4 separate regions of the Mus musculus genome follow, and regions 1, 3 and 4 are each linked to region 2. A link is a contact called in public HiChIP or PLAC-seq and Micro-C data. All regions are on one chromosome and are shown on one strand. Each heading gives the region's core, a stretch centred on a gene start, on an enhancer-like site or on the middle of the called end of the contact. The rest is flanking DNA. Distances are from core to core; before and after follow the strand shown.

The links. HiChIP or PLAC-seq counts read pairs in DNA pulled down with a chosen protein or histone mark. Hi-C and Micro-C count contacts between places; a contact is called where the count stands out from the background.
Region 1: an H3K27ac HiChIP or PLAC-seq map of differentiating embryonic stem cells shows a contact between it and region 2, with 2.3 times the contacts expected there. The contact joins two enhancer-like sites. A contact is called at or near these places in 1 of 484 Hi-C or Micro-C datasets (embryonic stem cells) and 3 of 115 datasets of contacts at active chromatin or transcription factors (differentiating embryonic stem cells, forebrain and pancreatic cancer cells).
Region 3: a RAD21 HiChIP or PLAC-seq map of pro-B cells shows a contact between it and region 2, with 7 times the contacts expected there. The contact joins two enhancer-like sites. A contact is called at or near these places in 2 of 15 datasets of contacts at CTCF or cohesin (large pre-B cells and pro-B cells), 26 of 484 Hi-C or Micro-C datasets (the AML12 cell line, B cells, the C10 cell line and 15 more), 22 of 115 datasets of contacts at active chromatin or transcription factors (the 230-238 cell line, the SCID.adh cell line, T-cell acute lymphoblastic leukemia and 15 more) and 1 of 9 other capture datasets (embryonic stem cells).
Region 4: a Micro-C map of the HL-1 cell line shows a contact between it and region 2, with 5 times the contacts expected there. The contact joins two enhancer-like sites. A contact is called at or near these places in 3 of 484 Hi-C or Micro-C datasets (B cells, the HL-1 cell line and myocytes) and 5 of 115 datasets of contacts at active chromatin or transcription factors (astrocytes, embryonic forebrain, memory CD8 T cells and 2 more).

The regions. Positions count from the first base shown.
Region 1 is chrX:12,465,705-12,468,464 of GRCm38.p6, forward strand. No RefSeq gene overlaps it. Among named protein-coding and RNA genes, the nearest start is that of Gm14635, 110 kb to the left of the region's middle. Within about 2 kb of position 1,422, at least 52 of the 459 cell types and tissues checked have an H3K27ac peak or open chromatin away from gene starts, as enhancers often do. A contact at or near this core is called in differentiating embryonic stem cells, where this site is marked.
Region 2 is chrX:12,134,268-12,136,967 of GRCm38.p6, forward strand. It overlaps a transcript of Bcor not described here. Among named protein-coding and RNA genes, the nearest start is that of Gm46687, 43 kb to the left of the region's middle. Within about 2 kb of position 1,359, at least 257 of the 459 cell types and tissues checked have an H3K27ac peak or open chromatin away from gene starts, as enhancers often do. A contact at or near this core is called in the HL-1 cell line, differentiating embryonic stem cells, myocytes and 2 more, where this site is marked.
Region 3 is chrX:11,628,095-11,631,031 of GRCm38.p6, forward strand. No RefSeq gene overlaps it. Among named protein-coding and RNA genes, the nearest start is that of Gm34187, 96 kb to the left of the region's middle. Within about 2 kb of position 1,522, at least 6 of the 459 cell types and tissues checked have an H3K27ac peak or open chromatin away from gene starts, as enhancers often do. A contact at or near this core is called in pro-B cells, where this site is marked.
Region 4 is chrX:11,838,390-11,841,089 of GRCm38.p6, forward strand. No RefSeq gene overlaps it. Among named protein-coding and RNA genes, the nearest start is that of Gm26314, 11 kb to the right of the region's middle. Within about 2 kb of position 1,367, at least 59 of the 459 cell types and tissues checked have an H3K27ac peak or open chromatin away from gene starts, as enhancers often do. A contact at or near this core is called in the HL-1 cell line, myocytes and pancreatic cancer cells, where this site is marked.

The DNA of each region.
Region 1 (2,760 bases), core at 172-2,671, 330 kb after region 2:
TCTTGAGATGCTAGGCAAATAATCCACTGCTGAGGTCCATTCTTAGCCCCTAACTATTCTCTGACTGGGGTGATGGATGATAGTGATGCTGCAAAGAACACACTGTCAGCGCCAGCCTCACATAGTGAGGGGAAAAGCTAAAGGAGGGCTTGGGCTAACTAACTATGGCTTGTATTTTCTACAAATGGTTCATGATGCTTTGGACTCCAGATCTCACTCATTAACCCTCTTGCCTGGTTGGCTCTTGCTTCTTGGACCTTGCAAATGCTAGCAAATCTGGAACAGAGCCACGCCCGTAACCATGGCTTTTACAGGATTTCCAGGCTCCTGGTCCCTCCCCATCCCCAATACCACCTAAATATGCCAAGGCCAGGGACCCTGGACACCACTGTATTTGAAAACAGGAACCAGCAAAGGCATTTTCTTTCATTTGTGAACCCTTTCTTGGTAAATATACCGGACTCAATGTGCTGTTGTTACCTAAGTCAGACTAGGAACAGAACTTTCTACCTGATTTTCCTGATTTCTGGGGTATCTTAAAAGCTTCGCCAACAGCAACAACCCTTCTGAGCTGACTCCCTCACAAAGCAGAGCGATGAGCCAGAGCCTCACCACAGTCTTAGGCCTTGATGGTTCCACCCGATCACCAGGGCAAGGCCCCTCGCTTACTGTTAGAGGCTACCAGGTTCCCTCGGGGGCTGATGTCATCTTCACCTGAGATGGGAGGAGGGACTGATGACTACCCATGGGGCCAGAGGCGATGACGTGGGACATTCTGGTGGAGGCTGGCCTGCGTTCACAGCAGCCTGCCGGAGCTGGAGCCCTGTCAGCTCAAGCGGCAGTGAAGGAAGATGGTTCTGACACAAAAGCCCAGGGGACTCCGTGGAGGAGCCAGGCTGTCATTACTTATTAACAACAGGCCTGATCCCCAGCCGGGGAGGCCCAGGGAAATGGCCTGTGGGGAAGCCCAACTCTCCCTATGAGATGGATTAACACTTTCTGAGGGGGAGGGAGCTGTCTGGAGGGTCGCTTGTCACTTTTTTTTTTCATATCAGAGGGGGCATTCTTCTGAGAGGTAGAGCTGCCCTCTTTGTCTCTGCTCCGCGTTCCCATTCCTCTCTCCGGTTCTCTTCACTGCTTCTGGTTGTAAGCAGGCCCGCCTACAGGATGTGGGAAACTGTTGAGGGAAATGGAAATTTCAAGACTGCACACAACCAATAATCTAGGTCTGATGAATGGCTTCCATCCACTGGAACAGGAAGAGAAGAAGGTAGCCAGCAGTGAGGAGGGAAAAGACCTGTACAGTGTGAGCCAGCTAACGCTGACGTTGCCCTTATTTGTTCCCTGTGGGGAGGGGGGAGGTCCAGGGTTCAGCTGCAGTTTGATTTGCTCGGTCCGTCTAGCATAGCAAATGTCTAGTGGGTGGCCTGAGCCATCCCAGCAGCTGCACAGTAGTGTCCCAGTGTCCCAAGGAGGCAGAGGCTGAGCCAGAGAAGAGGCACTGACCATGCTTCAGTGGGTGCTCTTCGAATCAGCTGCAAAGGCAGGGGAGGTCGATGAGGGCAGCTGGAAGGGACTAGGGAAGAAAATCCCATGCAAAGCCTACTGGTGCCTACGCTGGCTGGCATTAGCAGGCCACAGGACCCTAGGCTGGGTGAACCTCCGGAGGCCTGGGAGAGGTCTCAGTGGCTGTAGCATCCTCTGAGCCAGTGCCCAGAGGCTGACCCACAACCCAAGGCAAGCAGTCTTTCCCCAGCCTGCTGTCTCCCACAACCTCCACCCCTGCCTTCCGGAACTAGGAGTACAGCAAGGTCCTCCCGGAGAACTCTCAACCCTGAAGCTCCCGGCTGCCCTGAAACATTGTGGGGCCTTCCTCTCCCACGGTGGCCCTGCCACCCCGCCCCCACAGAGCAGGATGCCCCACACAAGCCAGCCTGGCCTCAAGGCCAGGTGCAGCTCACCCCTCTCCCCATCCTTCATCTCCCAGCTTTGTTGTCCTTCCTCCCAGCCTTTCCCCACCCTCCTTAAGCTTTCCCCTCCCCCTCCTCGCCCCTCCTCCCAGCCTTCTTCCTGTTGGATCTGCAGCAGCTCTGAAAGCCACAAAGGCAGTCCACTACCAGCCAACCTGGCTCTGCCCACCACTATCATTCTGTCAAATACTTGGCCCATCTGTAAAGAGCTGTCTGAACCCAAACACCGTCCCCACTCCAGCCAGGTGGCTGGACTCTCCCTTGCAGCGAGGCTAACAGGTCATAGTCTGCTTTATGCACATCAGCTGGGGCAGGAAGGGTGCAGTCATTGTGTGATCTATGATTTAAACGCCTGGGGCAGGGCTGTTTGTTAACTTTGGAAGAGAGTGACAGACCTGGCTGGAACATGGATATAGGAGCGAGCATCTGGCCTTTCAGGAGACCACAGTCTGGGGTCACCAGGCCTGCACGTTAGCGTGCACCTCAGGTTATGTGCTTGTCAGAGGGGCCTTGATCATGAGCTCTTAGAGTCAGACTCTGGAGATTAGAGAGGGGTGGCTGGAATAAAAATCCAATCTCACTCCGTCTCGCAGATTGGGCAATTCTGGCATCCCCATGGCTGCACCCACAGAGGTGATGCTCTAGCCCTGACACCTGAGTCCCACTCATCCGGCTGCTGATTTGGGAAGCCTGCCTCCCTCCAGTCAAACTAGAAGGTTAGAACAACCCGCTCTAGGAATCCTGCTGCATTTGCCTTAGGCAAACTTCCCTGTGAGCTGCAGCAGCTGGA
Region 2 (2,700 bases), core at 109-2,608:
CACACACACACTCACTCACACCAAGGCACCTGCATTCAAAAGAGAGTGTTCTGAACCTGCACAGGCGCCAGGCGCTGCTGGGAGAGGATACTCAGCCTGCCCCCCTCCCGGCTGAATACTTGCTTTGTTCCGGGAAACGGGGGAAGCATTAGGCTGCTAACCCCTGGGGAAACACAAAACTTTGAATCTCAGAAAAGGCGGTTGAATGTATTTCGAAGTTCCAGAGATCGGTCAAGGAAGGGAAAAGCAGATGGCGGGAGATCAGGAGACTTGCGAGAGAGGCCAACTGACGATGTGGGAGGAAAACAGCTCAGGGTGACCAGGCCGGAGTCTCGGGAACTCAACTCAGAGTGATGGTGCTTCGCGAGTTCCAGCGAACAGCGGGCTAGGCCAAGTGGTGCCTGCCCAGTCGGCGGCCGCGCCAGCTTCCTGCCCTGCCCAGGACCGCAGAGCAGTCAGGGACGCCACCTCTGGCTGGCTTGGTATCGCAGGAGGATGAGGGTATACAAATAAACCCCGAATCTCTGCAGCTCCCCTCCTCCATCTTCCGCAACACAGTGGACCCAGGCCAATTGGTGGGTCATCCGTTTTAGGTTTTCAACCTGGGGTGAATGGGAAAGGTTTGGTGAGCTAGCCATTACGGTTGGGTCAGTCTGAGCTATCTTAGGTCTCATTCGTTGACTGCCTGTCCCATCAACTCCCACTCCACCCTACCCAATCCGTCTCCAACTAGCTGAGGGCACCACTAGGTTAGCGATATAAGGTCTAACAGGCAAAAGGACGAATGGGTGAGACTGCCACCTCTCACTTAGCCTTCCTAACATTCAAGGGAGGGGAGGGCACCTAGGCTCTGTCCTATCCCCCGTAGGACGCTCCCCTCCGTCTCGGAAGCTCAGACTGCTAACGAGGGTTTCCCCCTTCCCCGTGGGCTCACAAGGTTTCTAACTTCCTCTAAACCTCCCTCCTCGCTCTGAAAAGCCCCGAGGAGAAGAGCAGAGAGGAAGCGAGCCGCTAGTGTGCTAAATGAAGACCATGTGTGAGGGTGGCGGCATCAGAGTGCCGCGGCCGGGGAAGGGGGTGGTGAAGGCCGGTGTGCGGCCCACGGCTGGCTCCTGGTCGAGGCAGCCAGCGCCTGGGCTTTGGGGGACGCAAAGCCGCAGCAAAGTACTGCTAGGATAGCCTGGTGGCTGGCCACCGATGAGTGTGTGTGTGTGTGTGTGTGTGTGTGTGTGTGTGTGTGTGTGTGTGTGTGTGTGTGTGTGTGTGTGCGCGCGCGCGCGCGCGCGCTTGGTGGACAGGATCTGCCGCGCCTCGGGGGGCGGGGGCGGGGGCGGAGCCCTGACTTCCTGGGCCGCAGCTGCGACCCAGGGCGCAAGAGCAAATCGTGCTCCGCGGCGGCGGTGGCTCGGGCCCGCCACGCTTGCAGCTGAAAATCAACAAAGGGAGGCGGCAGGCGAGCGGGGGAGGGGCGCGGCTGAGCGCTCGCTGGCTGCTGTGGAATAATAAAAAATAATTAATAATGATAATAAGAGAAAAAAATCTGCCGGCTTTCTGGGCACTGGGTTTCCGTGCGGCTGCAGCGGGAGGCGCGCTGTCCTTGACGCGGCCTCTCTCGCCTGGTCTGCCTGCCCCTCCCCCTCCCTTGCCCCCTCCCCTTCCTGGGAACCGGGAAGAGAAAGGTCTGCAGCTGACAAATATTATCCATTCTCCCCATCGATCGCGGAGTGTACAGATGTGAGCGCTTGATGTGCCCGCGGAGCGGCGGATCCTCCCTGCTCTCTCGCCGCCCCCCTCCTCCCCCTTTGTTCTCCTCCCCTTTCCCTCTCTTTAAATAGATTTCAGGGCGCTGCCTGTTGGAGAGCAGCTGGCGATCTCTCCAGAGAGAGAGAGAGAGAGAGAGAGAGAGAGAGAGAGAGAGAGAGAGAGAGAGAGAGAGAGAGAGAGAGAGAGAGAGAGAGAGAGAGAGAGAGAGAGAGAGAGAGAGAGAGAGAGAGAGAGAGAGAGAAGCCCGAGGTGCCCTGTCACCAGCCTCCCCCTCCCCCACCTGCCCTTCCTGCTGTGAGCCCACCTCCCCTTTTTCCAGTTTCCAAAACAGAAAACACCAGGAACACCCACGTCCACTGCATCGCGAACCTTAAAGCCTTTGGACGCTTTGCGCTGTCCCCGCGCTGTTCCTTGTTTCTGTGAGGAAAAAGAGGAAAGCGCAGGGAGGTTACATAGCGCCATGGCAGAAGATCCAAGGGTCGAGATCTTTCCTCGGCAGCAGCAGGGACAGTGACCGGGTCACGCTAAGAGAGTACAGTTTACCCATTAGGGGTAGTAGGACAAGGCAGCCTCTTTATTCCTCTTCTGCAAATGGCAGATTAAGCCGGCAGCGCTCGGCTTCAAAGGACCCCGGCGGCGTTCTGCAAAGGGTTAACCCTTCGGCCCATAATCGCAGACACGCACTCACACTCACAGGCGCTCACGGTGCGCCCTCCCCGCTCTCCAGAGAGCTGGCCACGGCCCGCAGTGCACCCGGAGCTGGGGGAGTAGCTGGGGAGGGGGGAGGGGAGGGCTTAACCAGGCCGCTCAACTGAGCCGGGGCCACCTCGCCGTCTGTCACTTAAATGATTGTCCTCCGCTCCGCTCAGTGCGGTCAGTACGGGCTGTTAACAGGCAGTTGCAATCAGTTTCCGAAAGGTCAGCCAAGGTCCTCCG
Region 3 (2,937 bases), core at 272-2,771, 510 kb before region 2:
ATCCTTTTTTTTTATCTAGGGCAAGCATATGAAGGAGATTTTTGTAATCCCCAGATTACATACAAGATCATGGAAGCTGTACCTTTAATTTCTCAAGACCACAGAAAGTAGAAAACAAAATCAGATCTCAATTCCTAAGAATGTTTTGGGGGCCCTTCCTCACTTCGATCATAACCAGTACTACAAACAACTTAATATGTATGATGTGGCCTACCAGATTCCGAGGAGAGAGGCTAAGAGAGATAACTGGCTTTAAGTCACAACCTTTCAATCATAAACAACCCCCACCAAATTCTGCAGGCTCAGCCCAAAGAGTGTACTACAGGACACAGCACCTGGACAAGTAGGTCCATAGGAATGGGCCTAGCATAAGGAGGGGCAGACCCCTGAAGTGATGCACACAGATGAAAAACAAGCCTAAGTTGGGCCTGTGTGGATAGTAGGTCCAGGGATTCACAGCCTAATGAAGTAGATCATGAAAGCTCATTTGCTTGTTCAATAGCTCCTTCCATTCACTCAGGTCCACTTAGGGCAGAACCAAAAGAGAGCTGGGAGGGGGCCTTTTGGATTTCTCACCCAGCTTTCAAAGCCTGGGAAGATGGAGAGAACAGAGGTCTCAGGAGCCACCTTGGGAGGCAGGTGTGTCCCAGTGAGGCTAAGAGAGCACCAACAGCTGGATGAATATCCCCCATTAAACTATGGCCAGCCTGGCCAGCAGCATGGAACAGGCCTTTCTGACAGAGACGGTCATTCACAACTTCATTTGGTGAGAAAATAGCTAGCTGTGCCTAGCTGCCCAAGTGATGTCCCAGAGGCAGGGACAGCTCACTATAGGAAGCTATAGGAAGCTAGCCAAAGGACCCCACAAGAGAGTGCTTCTCAAATGATTTGTGGTGAAGGACCTGTTATTTCTTGTTAGGTTACTCCCCTCCCCGAAACTTTCACAGACAAATCTCTTGTGAAATACAACAACAAAAACAACAAAAAATGAACAACTATAGGACGGGGGATTCCATATTTTTAAACCCTAAGTTTTAATGGCCTTTGGAGTCAATAGGACATAGAATGGCTCTGACACATTGAAGTTCTAAAATGTCTTTTCTTGATTTCTGTGTTAGGTTGTCATTTACAGGGTAACAAGCTGCTGCCGAACCAGCCCAGGTCTACACAGTGTTGGAGAACCATTGCCATAGGTTAACATGGTTAGACAGAGCTTCCTAGGCCTAACCAGTTATCCAAAACAGGCAAGGATGTCACTGACATAGGACATCCCAGGTAAACAGGAATGTCTGACAGCCCTTTGTTGGGTGTCATAGTCTACAGATGTAGATGATTATCACATGTCTCCAAGGCACAGAGCTAGGACAGTAATAAAATCAGGCTCTCTTAAATGGGGAAGCCAAGACTCAGGGTAGGACTGGGTATTTGTCAAGTTTACAGGGAGGTTATGAACTAAGATCTTCCTTAATATCAGTGAGCTCCCCCACCAACTTCCTCATTCTAGTGAGGATGCCATCGTGTACATGAGTGTCCCCAAGGGACATGTTCTCCCTTCAGGGGCTCCTCTTCTCTGCAGTTGCTGACAATGTCTCTGGGCATCATTCGAATTCCTTGGAACTGCCTTTAACTGCCTTCTTCATCCTAGTTTTCCTGTAAAAAATAAGAGTTGGAACCTCTCCAAAAAGAGACCCAGGACCCCCAAGCGAGAGAACTCTCTGGTTAGCAACAAGAACCAACAAACCTATCTTGGATATTTCCTCCCACCGGCCAGTGACTTGTACCTTCTAGAATAGGGAAGGGTATCTGGGATCTGGACCCAAGTCCTCACAACATCCATGACTCACCATCTCACTCTGCTTCTCTTAACTCAGTCAGGACAAGGGGAGGGCTGTGCAACTCTCTTTCCCAGCCAAGGAAGTCACCTAGGAGCCAACACTGGGAACCAGACAGACCCACAAGCTCCTGGCCTGGCAGTTGCCAGCAACGGAAAATCCTGCTAGGGCCACTTCTGTCTCTGCCAGCAGATGTCACTGCAGTCTGACCTCAGGTTACCAAAAGGGCATCACTAATTTTGGCTTTGCAGCCCTAGAAAACCAGACACTAAGTTTCTTGGCCCTTTTGCTGTTTTCTTCTGGCTTGCTGACTGCAAAAAAGACCTGTTTTGTCCCTCTGTTTTACCATCTGTGAAATGGACATGTTCCCCTTCACTCCCTCTCTTCCCCAAAGAAAGAATTCAAGAGCTATGATATTCCAGAACTAATTAGTTCCTACCCTCCCCAGACGTCAGTTATTCCATCTATCAGAGTGCCCAGTGATAGTTCACTTGCGTTCCATCTACCAAAACAGGTAGCCAGAAACACCTCCACCTATTTCTGTTTCCATAGTAACAGAAGAGTTAAAAAAAAAAAGGAAGAAAAAGCCTCTAACAAAATAAGACACCTAAGAGGCATAAACAAAATATGTGATGGTGTGGGAGACTGTAAAGTTTTTATTGCCACCTGTTTGGAAGACCTGCATAATTCAATCCTGCTCCCGGCATTTGCGAGGGAAGCAATCACCCCAAACTTGTGGCAATAAAGCCTTTATAGCCCCCCATGCTGGCACACCCACTTTCGAGGTACAAAGCCCCAGTTTGATAAACTTCCGCTTCTTGTATTTGCATAATGGAAATGGACGAGATTTTCCACTCAGGCTTCTGGGAAGCTTAGCTGGAAGCCGTCCTGGAAGCAACTCCAGCCAAAGGACCTTGGGACTCGACAGGGATGCTGAGTCCCATTTCCCTGAACCTGAGACCAGGCAGGTTCTAGTTGAAGGTCATATGCCTCCTGAGTCCTAAGTCATAACTATCATTGCAGTGCTCCGTTAGAAAGCACGCTAAGTGAGAAAGCTTGTCCAGGGTTAAGTGTAGGAAAGAAAGGTCCTAACTCAAGTAGACAT
Region 4 (2,700 bases), core at 117-2,616, 300 kb before region 2:
CACACACACACAAACACACACACACACCATACACACACACACACACAAACACACAACACACACCCACACCATACACACCACACACACAAACACACAACACACAACACACACACACACCATACACATACACACACACACACACACATACACACACACCACAACACACATACCCCCCCACACACACATGGGAAGTAACTCAACAGTAGGGTTCCTGATTGCCAGAAAGGCCTGATTCATTCCAACATTTAAGACAGATGAGTCGTGTAACTTCCCCCTCCAGAACTCACTATGGGCTGAAGCTAGGGTGAGTCTCTTGTTACAAAAGGAATGGTCTGTCCTCTAAATTCATGAAGGGAAATCTCAACTCTTAAGGTGATGAGACCTTTGGGAGATGATGCACTCTGGTGAGGGTGGTAGAACCCTGCCCAATGTGTCTAGTACCTTGGCCAAAGAGACCTCAGAGTTCCTCCCTCTTTACACATACAAGGGTGCAAGGAGGAACACCCTAGAAAGGAGTCTCCCCAGAACTGACCCCCAACCTCTAAAACTGTGAGGACTACTTCAATGTCTTGTCGGCTACCATGCCTATGGTTTTTGGCTGTAGTAGCCCAAATTGAGTAAGGCACTTTGTAGAGAACTTTACAATTGGTTGGCTCTCTCCCCTTCTCACCCTACTTCTGCTCTGCCCTTATAGTGTGTCTGGATTCCCCTACAAATCCTCACTTTGGTTTGTTTTGGGGGAAACAGAAGTAATAGGTCTGGCTGGACAGTAATGACAGTTGTCACAGGAGGCCCCTCACAGTGGTACAGTGGTACAGTGGTCAGTGGTCATGCAAAAGAGAAATCAGAAGCTCAGCTACGGGAAAGGACTTGCCCAGGGTGGCACTCAGGTGAGCCAAACTGCCTTCCTTGGCCCAGTATTGCCAACTGCCTTGATGGCCCACTAACAAGAGATAGGCTTTACCAGCAGTCCTGTGAGAAGCCCTAGAAACTTCAGAAAGGAGCTGGAATCTCCTGGGCCCCACTGCCAAGGCAGTCCAGGGCTAGTTAGGCATTCAGAACAAAGGCGAGAAATGCTCCTATCCAAGACATCCGAGAGGGGATTGATTCCTTACCATTGACAGACTTCTCCAAGTCAAGCCTGCACAGCCCCCAGAGAGCTGCAGCTAGAGGCCTACTTGTTAATCAAATCCTCAATCTCCACGTTTTTGTTTTTGTTTTTTTTTTTAAGGACAATTCCCCAAGACAGGACTTGATAGGAAGAGACCAGAAGCTGCTAAAACACCCTATGAATAAATGTTCAGGGTTCCGTCCGGAGACACCCACGGTGGCTGATGAGTCATCCCAGGGCCAGCTGTCACCACAGAGAGCTATATATAGAAGGGACAGGCCAGAGGGGTGCTGGGACCTAAGGCAAGGGGGAGAAACACATACCTAGGAGGTGAGGCCCCAGCTGGGGGACAGGGCCAGATCACTTGGAGACTATATACTTAGCTCCCCGAAAAGAGAATGTGGGTCAACAATTTCCCAGCAGAGCCCTGTGTGTGAACTGGAAGCCACTGGCAACAGGGCTGGACTCCAGCTCTGCCAGCGCATTAAGGATGAACAGTGCTAGCAATAGTAACGCAGGGAGGCTGATTTTGTGCGCTCTTCGCGGGGCCCCTCTCCAGCTCCTCAAGTGTACTGGAAGCGGGCATTTGCATGCCACTGATTAAGCAGCAGGCTGGAGTGCGGCCTCCAGGCTTGGTTAGGCTAGACTATCACTGTATGCTTGCCACCAGCTGTATGTGGCTATTGAGCTTGCTTAGATGTGGTCAGTTCTAAATTGAGATTTGCTGTTAAGTGTGAAAGACGCAGGGGGATTTCTAAGGCTCAGTTTCAAGAAAATAATGTGGAACACCTCATTAATATCTTTTTTGCCTACATTACATACTGAGATGGTAATATTTTGGATAAATGGTAATAAATAAAATATATTATTCAAATTACCCTCGCCTGTTTTCTTTTGAATGCTGTTCAAGTTCTATTTCTATTGGACAGTGCTGGGTTACAGGCTCGAGGCCAGAACCTTCAGGAAATCCTGGCTATGCCTTCTCCTGATGAGTCCAGCCTGCTTCCTGGTTCAAGGCTGCTTTGCAGACAATGCCAGCAGCCAGCTGCAGCTCTGCCTTCGCCTGGAAGATCCAGGCTACACACAAAATCCCCTAAGTGGCTATGACTCCAAAACTCACCCTGCATGCCTTCATCGAGAGCAAAGGGACAAATCTTGTCTGCAACTGTTTCTTCCCTTTTCCCTGGGTAGCCCCCGAGGGAGTGCCACACCATGTGTGATGAGAGAGAGAGAGAGAGAGAGAGAGAGAGAGAGAGAGAGAGATCAAGCTACTTCTCAAATTGAAACAGCTCTTTCCTCACATGTACTACCTCAGAGAATGCAAGGAGCGAAAGGCGATGAGAGAGGCTTGAGAGAGTCAGACACAAAAATGTCACATCCGCTGTCCACTGAGACCTGAGCAGGGAGGAGGAACGAGTTTGCATGTGCATGTGTTGACCTGAGGAAAAGGTTCAAGAGGGTGTTGCAGGCACAACAGGGCACAACAGGAAAGAGATGGGCTCCGGGGGTGGGGGTGGGGTCCGGGAGTTAATAGGTCCCCTTTTGTATCACTTTAAATTATTCACATCAGAACAATGGAAAGAATATAG